Linked DNA regions of Sus scrofa: region 2 is linked to region 1. A link is a contact called in public Hi-C data. All regions are on one chromosome and are shown on one strand. Each heading gives the region's core, a stretch centred on a gene start, on an enhancer-like site or on the middle of the called end of the contact. The rest is flanking DNA. Distances are from core to core; before and after follow the strand shown.

What was found. Hi-C and Micro-C count contacts between places; a contact is called where the count stands out from the background.
Region 2: a contact with region 1 is called in a Hi-C map of undifferentiated spermatogonia, with 1.9 times the contacts expected there. The contact joins two enhancer-like sites. A contact is called at or near these places in 9 of 47 Hi-C or Micro-C datasets (embryonic fibroblasts, epiblast stem cells, fetal liver and 6 more).

What each region holds. Positions count from the first base shown.
Region 1 is chr7:117,776,059-117,782,472 of Sscrofa11.1, forward strand. No RefSeq gene overlaps it. Among named protein-coding and RNA genes, the nearest start is that of PAPOLA, 100 kb to the left of the region's middle. Within about 2 kb of position 3,468, at least 1 of the 83 cell types and tissues checked has an H3K27ac peak or open chromatin away from gene starts, as enhancers often do. A contact at or near this core is called in undifferentiated spermatogonia, where this site is marked.
Region 2 is chr7:117,896,266-117,903,177 of Sscrofa11.1, forward strand. No RefSeq gene overlaps it. Among named protein-coding and RNA genes, the nearest start is that of VRK1, 43 kb to the right of the region's middle. Within about 2 kb of position 2,141, at least 4 of the 83 cell types and tissues checked have an H3K27ac peak or open chromatin away from gene starts, as enhancers often do. A contact at or near this core is called in undifferentiated spermatogonia, where this site is marked.

The sequences.
Region 1 (6,414 bases), core at 2,218-4,717:
GGATGATCCATGACAGGTAAGAGCACCTAGCAAAATGCCTGGCCCGGAGTGAAGGCTTCGTAAATGCTTCTTCTCCAAATGAGAACTGAGGGAGGGTCTAGAGGGGTCTAAGATACTCAGGTGATTGAAAACACGTGCTATGGTTTTCTAGCCTTAAGGAGCATATGTCTAGTTCGAGAGGCAAAGCACACCCCCAGGGAAGTTCAGCTGTGATGGTCAGAGGGGGACTGATTAGGTTGGAGTAGTTGTCTGGGCTCCTGGTGGCACGTGACAGAAACCCGGCTCAAATGGCTTGAGCAGATTCTTATGACCAAGCAGACTAAGGGTAGCTTCCTCGATGGCCGGCCGCTGGAGCCCAGGTGATGTTATTGGGACCTGGCCTTGCCGAGGGCTCCATCCTCAGGCAGGCATTCCCACGTGGTGCCTTTTTGATGGCTGAGTAATAGTCTATTGTATATGTACCACATCTTCTTTATCCATTCCTCTGTTGGTGGATATTTATCCCCCAACATTTATTTTTTTAATTTTTTATTTTTTTTGTGTCTTTTCTAGGGCCACGCACACGGCATATGTAGGTTCCCAGGCTAGGGGTCCAATCGGAGCTGTAGCTGTTGGCCTAAGCCACAGCCACAGCCACAGCAATGCCAGACCCAAGCCGCGTCTGTGGCCTATACCGCAGCTCATGGCAATGCCGGATCCTTAACCCACTGAGTGAGGCCAGAGATCGAACCTGCAACCTCATGGTTCCTAGTCGGATTTGTTTCCGCTGCACCACGATGGGAACTCCTATCCCCTAATATTTAAATTGGTGCATGGCACATAGTAGGAGTGTCATCAGTGTTTGTCATATGACCTGACACAGGCGCTGCTTGGCATAGCCTCTGAGGTCCAGGCTGCTCTGTTTCCATAAGCCTGCTCCAAACCTTCTTTCCTCTTTCTAACGCTCACTCATTTCTAAAGACTGGGCTCATGGAATTCCCTTGTGGCTTAGTTGGTTAAGGATCTAGCCTTGTCACTGTGTTCTGGTTATTGCTGCAGTGCTGTTTCGATCCCTGGCCCTGGAACTTCTGGGTGTGCCCTACCCCCCCCCAAAAAAAGGACTATTCAGCACACCCTCCTCCAGGGAGACTTGCCCCTCCACTGGCTGGGCCAAGTGCTGTCTGTCCCCCAGCAGCTCCTGTGCCCGGGCTGTCACAGCTCTGCCCTCTGTGATGGCTCCCTGCCTCCCACAGGCTGTAAGCTCCCTGGAGACACAGAGGCCCTCAGCCTGGGTGGCGGGACAGGTGGGATGCTTGAATACCACCCGGGCAAGGCCAGTGGCTAGCATGGGGGTGCAGGGGAAGCTGGCTCTCAGGGGTCAAGACCCTGCCCTGTGTCAACAGACCCGACTCCTGCCTCTTGGTGTCTCTGTTGGTTCCTGTCATCCTTCCTTAGTGGTTGGTCATCCTTTGGAGAAAGTAGTTATGGCCAGATCTGGGTGCAGCCCGGGAAGCATAGGAAGGAGCTGGGTCTCCCGGTGTCACCGTGGTGGGCAGGGGAGGCAGCCCAGAGACCCCAAGGGCCAGGTCTGAAATCAGGGGTCAGAGCAAGGGTCACTTGGGCCCCTGGACATTCTTGCTTGGAGACTGTCTTTTCAGAGATAGACTAGGATGTGGTTCTGGGCGTGCTGTCCTTGCAGCCATTTCCCTGGTGGAAAGAAGAAACGTGACCCTCTGGCTGCTAGGGGGCCATGGGTGACTGGGGAGATGGCTCTGCCCAGACCTCACATTCACAGCCACTCCTGTGCCCTCCGATCTAAAGAGTGTCCTTCCCCACTGCTCCCCCCCCTCCGTCACGCTGCAGGTCCACTGGGGGCCATGCAGGCCACCAACACTTGTTTTCCTCCCTAACCAGTCCTAACAACATCCTGCTGGTAGGTGTCATTGTCCCCATTTCCCAGGTGAGGAGCCCGAGGCTGAGAGAATGAACCAGTCGAGGCAGAGCCAGGATCCAGCTGTGCTTGGGCCAGTTGCGTTCCTTCTGGCACCTTCCGTCGCACCCTCTCTGTCGGCAGGCCCCTCTCCTCCCCACAGTGGGGCTGTTGGGCTTCCTTTTCCAGGGCTGACAGCTCATCTCCTAGGTTTGGAGACTCATCTGCAGGACAGAAAGAGCTACTGGGCTTCTGTATGTTCAACCCATGGCAACATCAAGACCTGAGGGAATGAAAAAGCGCCAGCATCACTTGGTGACACAGCTCCTGATTCCAAAGTCCAGTCTAGGAAAAGCCCAAACCCTCCGAAGAACTGCAAGACTGGAGTGCAGAGGGTCTCCTGCCGCACGGCCGCTCCTCACACCTGGCCAGCTCCTTTCCTTCTTCCTTGGCTCCTCCCTCGACCTCAGGACCTTAGCACATCCCCTGCCCTCTGCCTGGAACAGTCTCCTTCTTGACCACCCCCCCCCCCGACTGTTTCCATGCAGCGCATTTGGTGAGTTTCACTGTTGTCGTCACTTGCTCTGGGAACCTTCCCTGACACCCCAAAGACCAGAAGTTTTTGTATTTGTCCTTGAAAGCCCAGGTCACAAGAGCAACGGCTCATCTCATGACCTGGCCCTGTCGTGGGTTGTCTCTGTGGGGCAGGAGCCAGCGCCACTGGCCTCACACCTGGATTAGGTGGTGCTGAGAGGCGATCGTACCCCTGTGCAGGTGGATGGACGGATGGACGGATGGACGGATGGACGGATGGGTGTTTCCGTTCCCTGAATGAGGCCTTGAAACCCGCAATGGTGGGGTCAGTACGTCCGTGTGTGCCAGTGACCCCGGGAGGACCCCCCGGAGGTGGCCCACACACCGGTCCCCCCATTGGTTAAAGCCTCCTCTAAACTAAAAAAAAAAGACCCTTTGCAGTGTTCCTGCTGTGGTGTAGTAGGTGAAGAATCTGACTGCAGCAGCTAGGGTCACTGCGGAGGCTCTGGTTCAATCCCTGCCAGCCCGGGAACTTCCACATGCTGTTGGTGCAGCCATAAAATAAAAAAAAAAAAAAAAAAAAAAAAAAAGACATTTCCCTTGTGGCTCAGTGGAAATGAATCTAATATCCATGAGGACGAGAGTTCAATTTCTGGCCTCCGCTCAGTGGGTTAAGGATCCAGCGTTGCTGTGAGCTGTGATGTGGATCTCAGAAGTGGCTCAGATCTGGTGTTGCTGGGGCCGTGGTGTAGACGTCAGGCTACAGCTCCGATTTGACCTCTAGCCTGGGAACCTCCATATGCTGCGGGTGTGGCCCTAAGAAGACCAAAAAAAAAAAAAAAAAGAAAGAAAAGACGCTTCTTTCTCCCCCTCCCCCAGTCTCCACATTGGATAAAATGACGCGACAAGCCTCGCGACCTCGCAGTGTCCACAGGCTGGGGAGCGGGTGTGCGGAGGAGAGGGGCCCGTGTCCCTGGACTTCCTTCGGCTGGCCCTGCCCTGTCGCCTCCGCGGGTGACATGTACGCTTCTCTAGGCCGCGTGGCGGAAGCCTGGGGGCCTGGAAGGCGGAACGAGGCTGCGAGGCTTCCTCGGGGGCCGGGGCAGGTCTGCGCTGGATGCCTCTCTGAGCCTCAGTTTCCTCCCGGGGATCGCGGAGGCGATGCCGAGGGACTCGCGGGGGTGCGGGGGAAGGGAGAGACGATGACAGGCCTGCAGGGGGCACCTCCTACCCTCACAGCCATCGTCTCCCTCGCGGGCGCCGTGATGCGCAATAACCACATCCTGGGCATCCACGTTTTTGTGGTTTTCTCCCAAATACTTTCCCGCCTGAAGGAGTGATGGGGAGCTGAAACCCCTCCTCTCCCACGGCGGACCCCCCACCCCCACTGCCCCTGTGGGGGTCCCTGCCCACGTGCCTGCCTTGGGGCCGGGCCTTGTCCGGGACCGGGTGTCCGGCTAACGTTAGCCAGGCCTTAGCACAGAAAAGGCGTCTGCTTCAGCTTTGCTAGATGCCGGCGCCGACTGAGGTCTTGGTAAGTGACAAGTATGTTACACCCCAGCCCCCTCCAGTCAGAAGGAGTGACCCCACCTGCTTCTTCCACTTGGGCAGCTCCCAGGCGTTTCTCTGGCACTTCTCTTGTTGGCATCTTGGTGGATGTGGAGGAAAATGACCCATCCTTAAAAATTTTTTTTAATTTATTATAATAATAATAATAATAATTATTATTTTTGTCCAGCATGCATGCAGGAGCTTGACCTGGGATCTCAGTTCCCAGACCAGAGGTCGGACCCACACCCCAGCAGTGATAGTGCTGAATCCTAACCACTAGACCACCAGGGAACGGCCCCCCCAAAAGACCCATCTCATCTGAACCCAAGCTCTTTCTCCTCTTTCTGTGCCTGTCCAGCTGGCTGCGCCCTCCTCAGCTGCCTGTAGACACGGTCCCACCAGGCCCTGAACTACTGGGGGCCTGGCCAGGAGGATTCTGGAAAATTCCTTTCCCGCTGCGCAGGGATCTGGGAGCCTGTGGAGAATGAGGGGGCCTCTGGCAGCCCCCTCCCCAGCCCAGCACCCCCGCCCTGAGCCCCTGCCAGGCTGCCTATCGTGTGGTCACAGGCTTTTGACGCTGTCATTTGTATATACTTTTCGTCTGACTGTGAAACTGACATGTGTCCACTGTAGGAAATGCGGAAAGTGCACAGATGACAAAGGCGCAGACGGCTACGGTGACCATTTTGCTCGTGGACTTTGCTGTGACTGCCTCTCTTTGCTTTTCTTGCTTCTTTTTTTGAGGAGGTTTTTCTGAGCTGTCCACTGAGTTTAAAATTCCTTCAATCATATTTTTAAGTTCTCAGGCCCTTTTCTTGCCCTCTGGTTTTTCCTTTTATTGTTGTTTTGTTAGCATCGGTTTTTTTTTAAAGGTCCCATTCTTCAGAGCATGGTATTTTAATGATTTCTGAGGCTATCTTTTTATAATTTTTTTCTTTTTCTACCTTTCTCTTTTATCGCCTGGGTCTGTGGTATATAGGAGTTCCAGGACCAGGGACTGAACCTGCACAACAACAGTGACCCTTGCCATAGCAGTGACAATGCTGGACTCTAGATTGCTAGGCCGCCAGGGAACTCCTTTTCCTACCTTTCTGTTAAAAGCGTTTCTCCAGTTCTGGTGACTGTGCATGGTGATCCTTGGTTGTCCTTCCGTAGTTAAGAGTGAGGCACTAAAACCCCAGTGGAAGCTCAGCTGCAGGAGCAGGGCCTGTGGCCTGATGTTTTTCATAAAGGATGATTGGGTGGCAATCTAGTCATTATCTTGGGGGTTCTCAACCATCAGTAACTCTAGATCTTTCTGTCATCAAAGAGGACTCTCCAAATCTCCTGCGAGGGCCAGGACTTTTTGTGGAGGGCAGGGGGCATAAGCCCACCTGCCAAGAGTCCTAAGTGAGGATAGGGGGCCGAGTGTCCCACCATATTTCCTGGGCAAAGCTCTTAGCCCCCTATTCTCAGGAAGTTCTTCACGGGGGCCTTGATGGATGTGGGGTTGTAGAACCACAACCCAGTTTATTTTTACTGCAAAGTAGCCATTATTCCAGCCTTCTCCTGGGGTGGGAGGGGTAATTTCATGGGCACACAGGATGGGGGTGGGTGGGATATGTGGTAGGGTCACCAAAAGTTTTGCCTGGGGCCATCTTGGTTTTGGCATCAGAGGTCCTACCTCCTAGGAAAGCCCTCAGGCCCAGAAGACCAGGACGGCTGGTGCTTTTGCTATCCTGACAGTGACCTCCTACCCATCCTGTCTTCAGCCCCATCTTAGCCTCCAAGCTTCACTCATCCTTGGTCCTTCTGGTTCTTGGGCCTGACTAGGAGTCTGTGGAGGGATCTGGCTGCTTCTGGTTGCCCAGCCTCCTCCCCACTCCCTGAAATCAGTTGAATTTTAGCTCTCCGGTGTGCTAAGTCCATTACCACTGATTCATCAACTGTCCATCTTCCAAAATTTTGTTGATCTTTTTCATCTGCTGGGGAGTCATTCTTGCTTACTTTGTTATGAGTTTTTCTTTTTCTTTTTTTTTCTTACTAGGGCTGCACCTGCCACATATGGAAATTCCCAGGCTAGGGGTCAAATCGGAGCTGCAGCCACCAGCCTATACCAAAGCCACAGCAATGCCAGCTCTGAGTCACAACCATGACCTACACCACAGCTCATGGCAATGCTGTATCCTTAACCTACTGAGTGAGGCCAGGGATTGAACCTGCATCCTCATGGATACTCGTCAGGTTCATAACTCACTGAGTCACAGCAGGAACTCCTTGTTTTCTCTTTGGAGCTTCAGTCTGAGGGTGTGTGGAGTTCTGTCTGTTCACTTTTTGATAACTGCAGGGTGGCTGAAAGTGGGAGACAGTGCAGCCGAGGGAATAAGTCCTTGTCAAGACCCAGGGGCATCACTCCGTGGTCCCCGACTATGAAAACTCCT
Region 2 (6,912 bases), core at 891-3,390, 120 kb after region 1:
ATACAGTGTTTTCTCTCCTAAATTTGTACTTTTCATACCCTCCCGGTATGTCCAATACTCCAGAATCTTCCAGTGATAAGAATGGCCATTTACAAACCAACCCAAAAAAGCTCAGTTTGAACAAGAAATTAGATAATATGATAAGTACAGCTCTTGACTTTGGCAACATTGTGACTGGGATTTGGTAATTTCTATTTTCCTGGAAAAAATTTTAAATGAGGCCCCCCACCCCCCAACCCCTTCCCTCTGTGGATAGAAAAGGATTTTCATCTCAGTGAACCTGCTACAACCCCCAGGCTGGGGGACTGGGTGACGTGGAGGTTCGTAGAAGGCACTTTGGAACCAGCTTATAAAAACGAATGCTTTTTCTCTTATAGGAAATGTGCAACATTCTATCTCAGCGTGGAGAGAATGCGGATCTCATCAATGACCACTTTTCATGGACTTTTCAGATTTGGAGCAGTTCAGAAGCCCTTTTATACCCTCTGAACCCTCACATAGGTGCTGAAGAGAATAAAGATTTCCTCCTTCCAATCTTCCCAGACGCATATTTCACGATAGGAACCGTCATCAAACGAAGTAAAAACCGAAGCGGGTGCACCTTCTACCTCCTCTGCCAAAATAGACCCAATCGGCCCTCCGTACGTCCTCTTCTTGTTTTTTTTTTTTCTTTTTTTTTCTTTTTTTTAACGCGTGTGTGCTGGTGCGCCTGCGATATTAAGCAGCTAACAACAATCCGAGAATTAAGTTACCACAATTAGGAATTAGAAGCAGGTGGCATAATAATGGTGCTTTTTTCATTTCATTTATTAGCAAAAAGAGAGAGAGAGGAGCTTCATTTATTTTCATCAGCGCCTCAGTAAAAGCATAGCAATTTGCAACACAAAAATCATTTCAAGTACCTCAGCCTCTCACAACCCTCGTTTTCTTTTTTTGCTTTAAAAGCCTTTTAAAGTTCATTCTCCCCAACCCACCCACCCCCAATTCTGAAAGGGGTGTGTGTGTGTGTGTGTGTGTGTGTGTGTGTGTGTGTGTGTGTGTCTTATGTGGAGTGGTTAGTGCTAGTGGGATTAGACCACTTGTCCTAAGCAGGTTTGGGGGTGCCGTTTAGAGCCAGGGTTGGAGGAGCGGGATCTCTGGGTTAAGTGGCATCTTAAGCCCTGTCCTCCTTTTGGCCATTCACTTAATTTTACACGGCTGTCTCAGTCTTGCAAAGATTCATTTCGCGTGCCACCTCTCCGCTAAAGTGCGCAACATCTCTTTGCATGGCAACAGCCACCCCAGCCAGCGACCCTCGCTTCCCCCACACACCCCGCGGCGGGCGGGCCGTCTGCACCCTGCACCCTGCACCTTGGGCCCTGCAGACCCGGTCGTTGATTCTCGGAGGCCGCTCCTCTTGGAGCAGCGACCCTTGCGCGCCCTCTAGCGTCTCCATCTGGGATCGATGGGCTGGCCCTCCGCGAGCCGCGGCCAGCATCCTCCACCGGGGGAGAGGATGCAGAGAAGGGGGCAAAGGGTGCCCGATGCGAGGGGTGCCCAGGCGCGTGCGTTTGCACGAATCCCCTCCGATTCTGGGGCTGGGGGTGGGCGATTCCACAGCATACTTTGGGGAGCCCCTTCCATGTGTGGGGCCTCTTGCTCGTGCTGCCCACATCTGACATTCCCTGGGTCCCAGAGAGTAGCCCCCAGGCCGGGCCAGCGGCCCGCTTTCGTCTGGACCTGCGGAGATCGCAGCGCTCGTGGGGTCGGATCTGCTCCAGCCCTGCTGGCCCCGCGTGACCCTCCTCTCCAGCCGGCAGCCCACCCCTCGGTCTACGCCCTCCCCTTCTGCTCGCTCCCTGGGACCAGGCGCTTCCTTCACGGCGCCCCTGTTTCGTTTTTTCCCCCATTTCATTTATTTTAGCGCGTTGAATCCTCATCCACATCTCTGTCTTGCCGTCTCTCCTGTCTGCTTCTTTTTTCCCCTTCAATTTTCTCAGTTTCTCCTTCCTCGCTCCCTCTTTCCTCTGCCCACGTTTCTCTGTTTCTTCCCTCGCCCTCATTTTCTGCTTCTCAAGCCTCCAACTTTGTATGTCTGCCCCGTTCCTCTTCTTCCTCTCTCCCCTACCTTCCCCCTCTCTCTCCTGTTACCCGGGGAGTTTCACAGATAAATCCCCGGCCTCCTGTTTAATCATCTCTGATGCATGCCGACTTTGTCTTCATCCACTGCATTTGAATTAGTTACGGTCCAAACCTTGGAAGCTGAGCGGCTGGTTTTCGGGTCACGAGTGCCTTCTGCCGCTCAGCCTGGCCTGGCTGTTTGTTTTCGGTTTGTTTTGTTTCGATTGTTTTGTGTTTTTGTTTTTGCTATAAAAACCACAGTGTATAGGAATTCCTTTGGAATTTGCCGTGGGTATCTGAGGAGTGGCATTAGTGAGGGTAGAAAGGGGGTTGGATGGTGGTGGGGGCCGGTGAGGGGAACAGTTAGCAGGGAGAGAATCCTCAGCAGGCTCTCAACATCCCAGGAAAATTCGAGCTCCTTCCTAGAGATTCGGTAGCCTCTGGACCAGGCACACTGCTCTTTAGGATATGCCCAGTTTCGTTCACTATCGAACTCTTCCAGGGTTGTTGGGATTTGAGCAAGGGATCAGCCACCCAAATCATGAAAGAGATTCAGATCAAAACAATGGATTAGTACATTCACCTATAAAGTGAGCAAAGAGTTGTACAATCAAACTCAGGGCTGGTGAGAGAGGAGAGAAAGAGGAATGCACGCAGAGGTTAGGGAATATACACGGATAGAGCCCTTTTGGAAAGAAATTTGGCAGTCGGCATCAAGAACCTTTGAAATGCTCATACCTTTTGACCCAGTAATTCCACTTCTGGGATTCTAGCCCAATGAAATAATCTGAAAAATGGATAGAGCTTGATGCCCAGAGATGTGAATCGAGCTGTCATTTATGAAAGAAAAACTGGAAATAGCCTAAATGTCCAACAGAAGTGGACTGTTTAAGTAAACTATGGTCTATCTGCCTCCTTAAATTGGTGCTGGCATGGAAAATCATGTTTGTAAGGACACGATGATGAAACAAAAGCAGGATTCAAAGCTGAGTCTACTGCGTGATCACAGCCACACTCAACTAAGTAAAAGTCACACGCAGAAAACCCCATCATAGTGTGGCTCTCTGCATGGTGGAAGTAGGGGTGATGTCCTCCCTTACCCTTCTCGCTCTCTTTTGACTTATTTTCTGGAAGGAGCATGAGTTTCCCTTTAGCATAGAATAACACAGTTGCTTTTCTTTGTCCTTTTGAAAGGAGGTTGTGAAAGTGACAAGGGCTTGGAGAAGAAAGGTTCATATGATGGAAGGGAAGGAAACCAGGTCCCAGCATGAGCTGGGGCAGTGAGATACAAGCGATGGAGGGATCGGATCCTAAGATGATGGGGGGTGGGGGTGGGGTAAGGGGCAGAGCGTGGGTTCTGGAGAAGAATGGACGTGGGTCGAAATCCTGCCTCCGCTCCCTGACCTGAGCAGTGCTGGGCTCTGCTCAATGCTTCCTGCCACTGTGGCTCTTAAATGTGGGCTTGGTTTCTTCAACCTGACCCAGCCTCTGTGTGCGTGACTTTTGTCCTTTGTGGCCATTGTCATCTTCTTTTATGCTGATGCCCCAACGAGGAAGATGCATAGTCGCCCTCTTGGGAGAGAAAGCTACTTCTGGTCGGGGTCTTAGCCCAGACCTAAGCCTCTTTTGCCTGCCCTTGAGCATTCCTATAGCTCTGGGCTCCTGGGACAGCCAACGGTGATGTAGGTTGAGTCCCACAGCGTCAGCTGAACCGAATGCTGCCTTGGAAGTGGTCCAAATTGTGTGGTGCGTGCTGAGCCCCTGCTTGTGCCAGGGCTGGAAATTTCTTGATGACAGGGAGAAGACATCCAGCAGGAGTCTCACTGTGGACAAGGCACTCGGCAGGCTTTCCTTTCTCCCTCCCTCTCTCCCCCCTCCCCCCTCCTTTCTCCTCCCTCCCCCTCCCCCCTCCGTCTGTCCGTCCTTCCTTCCTTCACGCAAGGCTGACCCTGGGTAAAACTGGGAGGTTGAGGAGGAAGGTTATTTTAGATGACCTTTCACCTCCCATTTCAGAATTTCTCCTCTCTTGCCAGAAATTCATGCTCTCCCTCCCTCTGACCCTACAGCGCTGCCCCATGGAACATTCCATGATGCTGGAAACGTCCCATAATCGGTGCTGCCTGATATGGTAGCCACCAGCCACATGTGACTATTGAGCACTTAAAACGTGTCTACTGCCACGGAGCAACTGAATTTTTCATTTCATGTCATTTTAATTAATTTAAATTTAAATCAAATAGCTACATATGGCGGGGGACTACAGTATTGGATGGCGCAGCCCTATAAAAACCTGTCCTCAATTCTGCCTCTGGTCTCCTGCAAACTCATATCCATCCTTCCGACCCAAATGTTATCAGCTCCTCAGGCCTCAAGCCTAAATGTCACTTCAGGGGTGTGTCATTGCCAGCTCGCACCAGCCCAGCCAGCTCCCAAGAGCACGTGTTTCCATCTCTCTAACTCTGAAGTGACTTCACATTGTGAGAGTCTTGTGAGAGTCTTTCCACCGTGGAATTGGGCAGGGCAGGTCCATTTTCTCCATGGAGCACGTGGTTAAATATTTACCTGCACACCCTTGGGTAACAGAACCACAACGTACACACCCTTAAGAGAAAGTGCCTCCCTAACGCTTGCACGCTGGGCACCTCCCTTGCCTTACCCTCTTCCCGACTCTGCTGAGTTAACTTCCCACGGGCTTCCTGGCATCAGATTGGGCTCGTGGTCTGGGATCTGGTGGGTTCCACCACTTATGTCTTTCAGCCGATTGGCACACGGCGTGTGTTTGTTTGCCTCCATGGGCAGGTTTCCAGTTCCTTGAGAGAAGGGAGGTGTTGTGTTTGGCTTGGTGCTGAATCTCCGGGGCCTCTCACATAGTAGGTGCTTGATAAGTACTTGTTGGATAAATACACAAAAAGGCTTAGGGGAAAGGATTTGGGGACTTCTCTGGGTTCGAGTCTTGCTGCACCTCTTCCCACCTGTGTGACACTGAGTATGTGCCCCCTCTGTCTGTGTCCCTGTGTGTTTTGTCTACAAAATAGCCTCTTTTCTGTCCACCTTGTGGGGCTTTTGTGAGGGTCGAAGAAAATGCCGGAAAGCTTGGAAAAGCCATGTGAAGAAAAGATTTGCTTTCAGAAACCTAGGGACATTGGGGTTCCTGTTTGTGGCTCAGCAGGCTAAGAGCCTGGCTGGTATCCATGAGGAAGGATGTGGGTTTGATCCCTGGCCTTGCTCGGTGGTTTAAGGATCTGGGACAAGCTGCAGCGTAGGGCCTAGATACAGATAGGATCCCAGGTGCGGCCCTAAAAAGACAAGGAAAATCCAGTGACATTTTTTTTTTCTTTTTTCTTTTTTAGGGCTGCACCCCTAGCATATGGATGTTCCCAGGCTAAGGGTTGGATCAGAGCTGCAGCTGCTGGCCTACACCACAGCCACAGCGGCTCGGGATTCCAGCCGCATCTGCAACCTACACCACAGCTCATGGCAACCCTGGATCTTTAACACACTGAGCGGAGGCCAGGGATCGAATCTACATCCTCGTGGATACTTGTTGGGTTTGTTACTGCAGAGCCACAACGGAAACTCCATCAGGGACATTCTGAATGCTCTTCGCTTCTCTGCCATCTTTGGTTGGGGCATCAGAGAGGGGACCAAGGGACGGGGTCTGTATTCTCCCACTGATTTAACTGAAATGGGACCCCCCACCCCAACCCCAGGACAGCCACAAAGTAAGGGAGAGGGCATGTCCATTTGCAGGGAGCCAGGCCCCCGCTGGCCTGGAAGGAGAGGCTGCAATTCCTTTACCTCCCTCAGCAGGAAGCAGTCGAGGCATATTCTGTTCACGGAGTGGCGTGAGGGTACAAGGTGGACTCTCGGATGCGAAACTGCTTTCTCTGACATTTCAGAAAGAAGCTCTCTTCCGAACGCCCACAAATATTTGTCAGTTGGTTTTTTATCTCTTTGAGAAACATTCCCCCCCATACCCCTCTGCCCCCGCATACCCCCCTGCCCCCCCATCACATCTGCGATGCCAAAGACCATCACGGGCATTTCGGCTTCTGTGGCCTGTGAACGGTGACTGCATCCCACGGCTGCTCCAAAGGGGTTAATTGCATCTAAGCATTGGAAAGCGATTATCTAATTAAACTTTGAAATGGAATGGTAAAAACACTGGGTGACAGACTGTCTGTGGGAGGGTCCCCTGAGGTGCTCTCCGTTTATTGCTAATCATCTTTCCTGCCCAGGCTGAGCCTGTTTCCCGCAGAGCACATGCTCAGGCCCCATTCGCTCCAGCTTCAGACTCACTCAGGGACGGGCCAGGCAGGGGCCCGTCCGTTGCGTTGCGGGCCCCGCCTGCCTGGATGCGGCCGTGGTGCCCGGGGATCGGGGATCGAGAAAGCCTTTGGTCCCAGGTCTTCAGCTCCCCCCTTTCTATTTAAAATCAGACGTTTGTGTCTATATTTAGAAACATGAAATCAAAGAAATTGCCAGTGTTGGGAGTTATTCTGGATATTTATGGAGACTGCCCGGAACTTTGAGGTTCTGAGACCTCGGATGCCAGCCAGAAAGGCCACGCGTGTGTTCCTCACGTTTAAATCTGCCCAAAGTTAGGTTCTTCTGAGCCGGCGCCCGCTGGGCACCCTGGTGGAAGCGGAGGTGTGTCTGGACCACGTGGGCTGGAGCAGCCTGCAGGCAAGAGAGGAACAGCCGGGAAGCTCTTTGTAACTTAAAAAGCTCCTCCTCCTTTGTACCTGGCGATGTGGTTCCCTGCACTACTGCCATTTTCTAGATGTGGAAACTGAGGCTCAGACAGCTTAA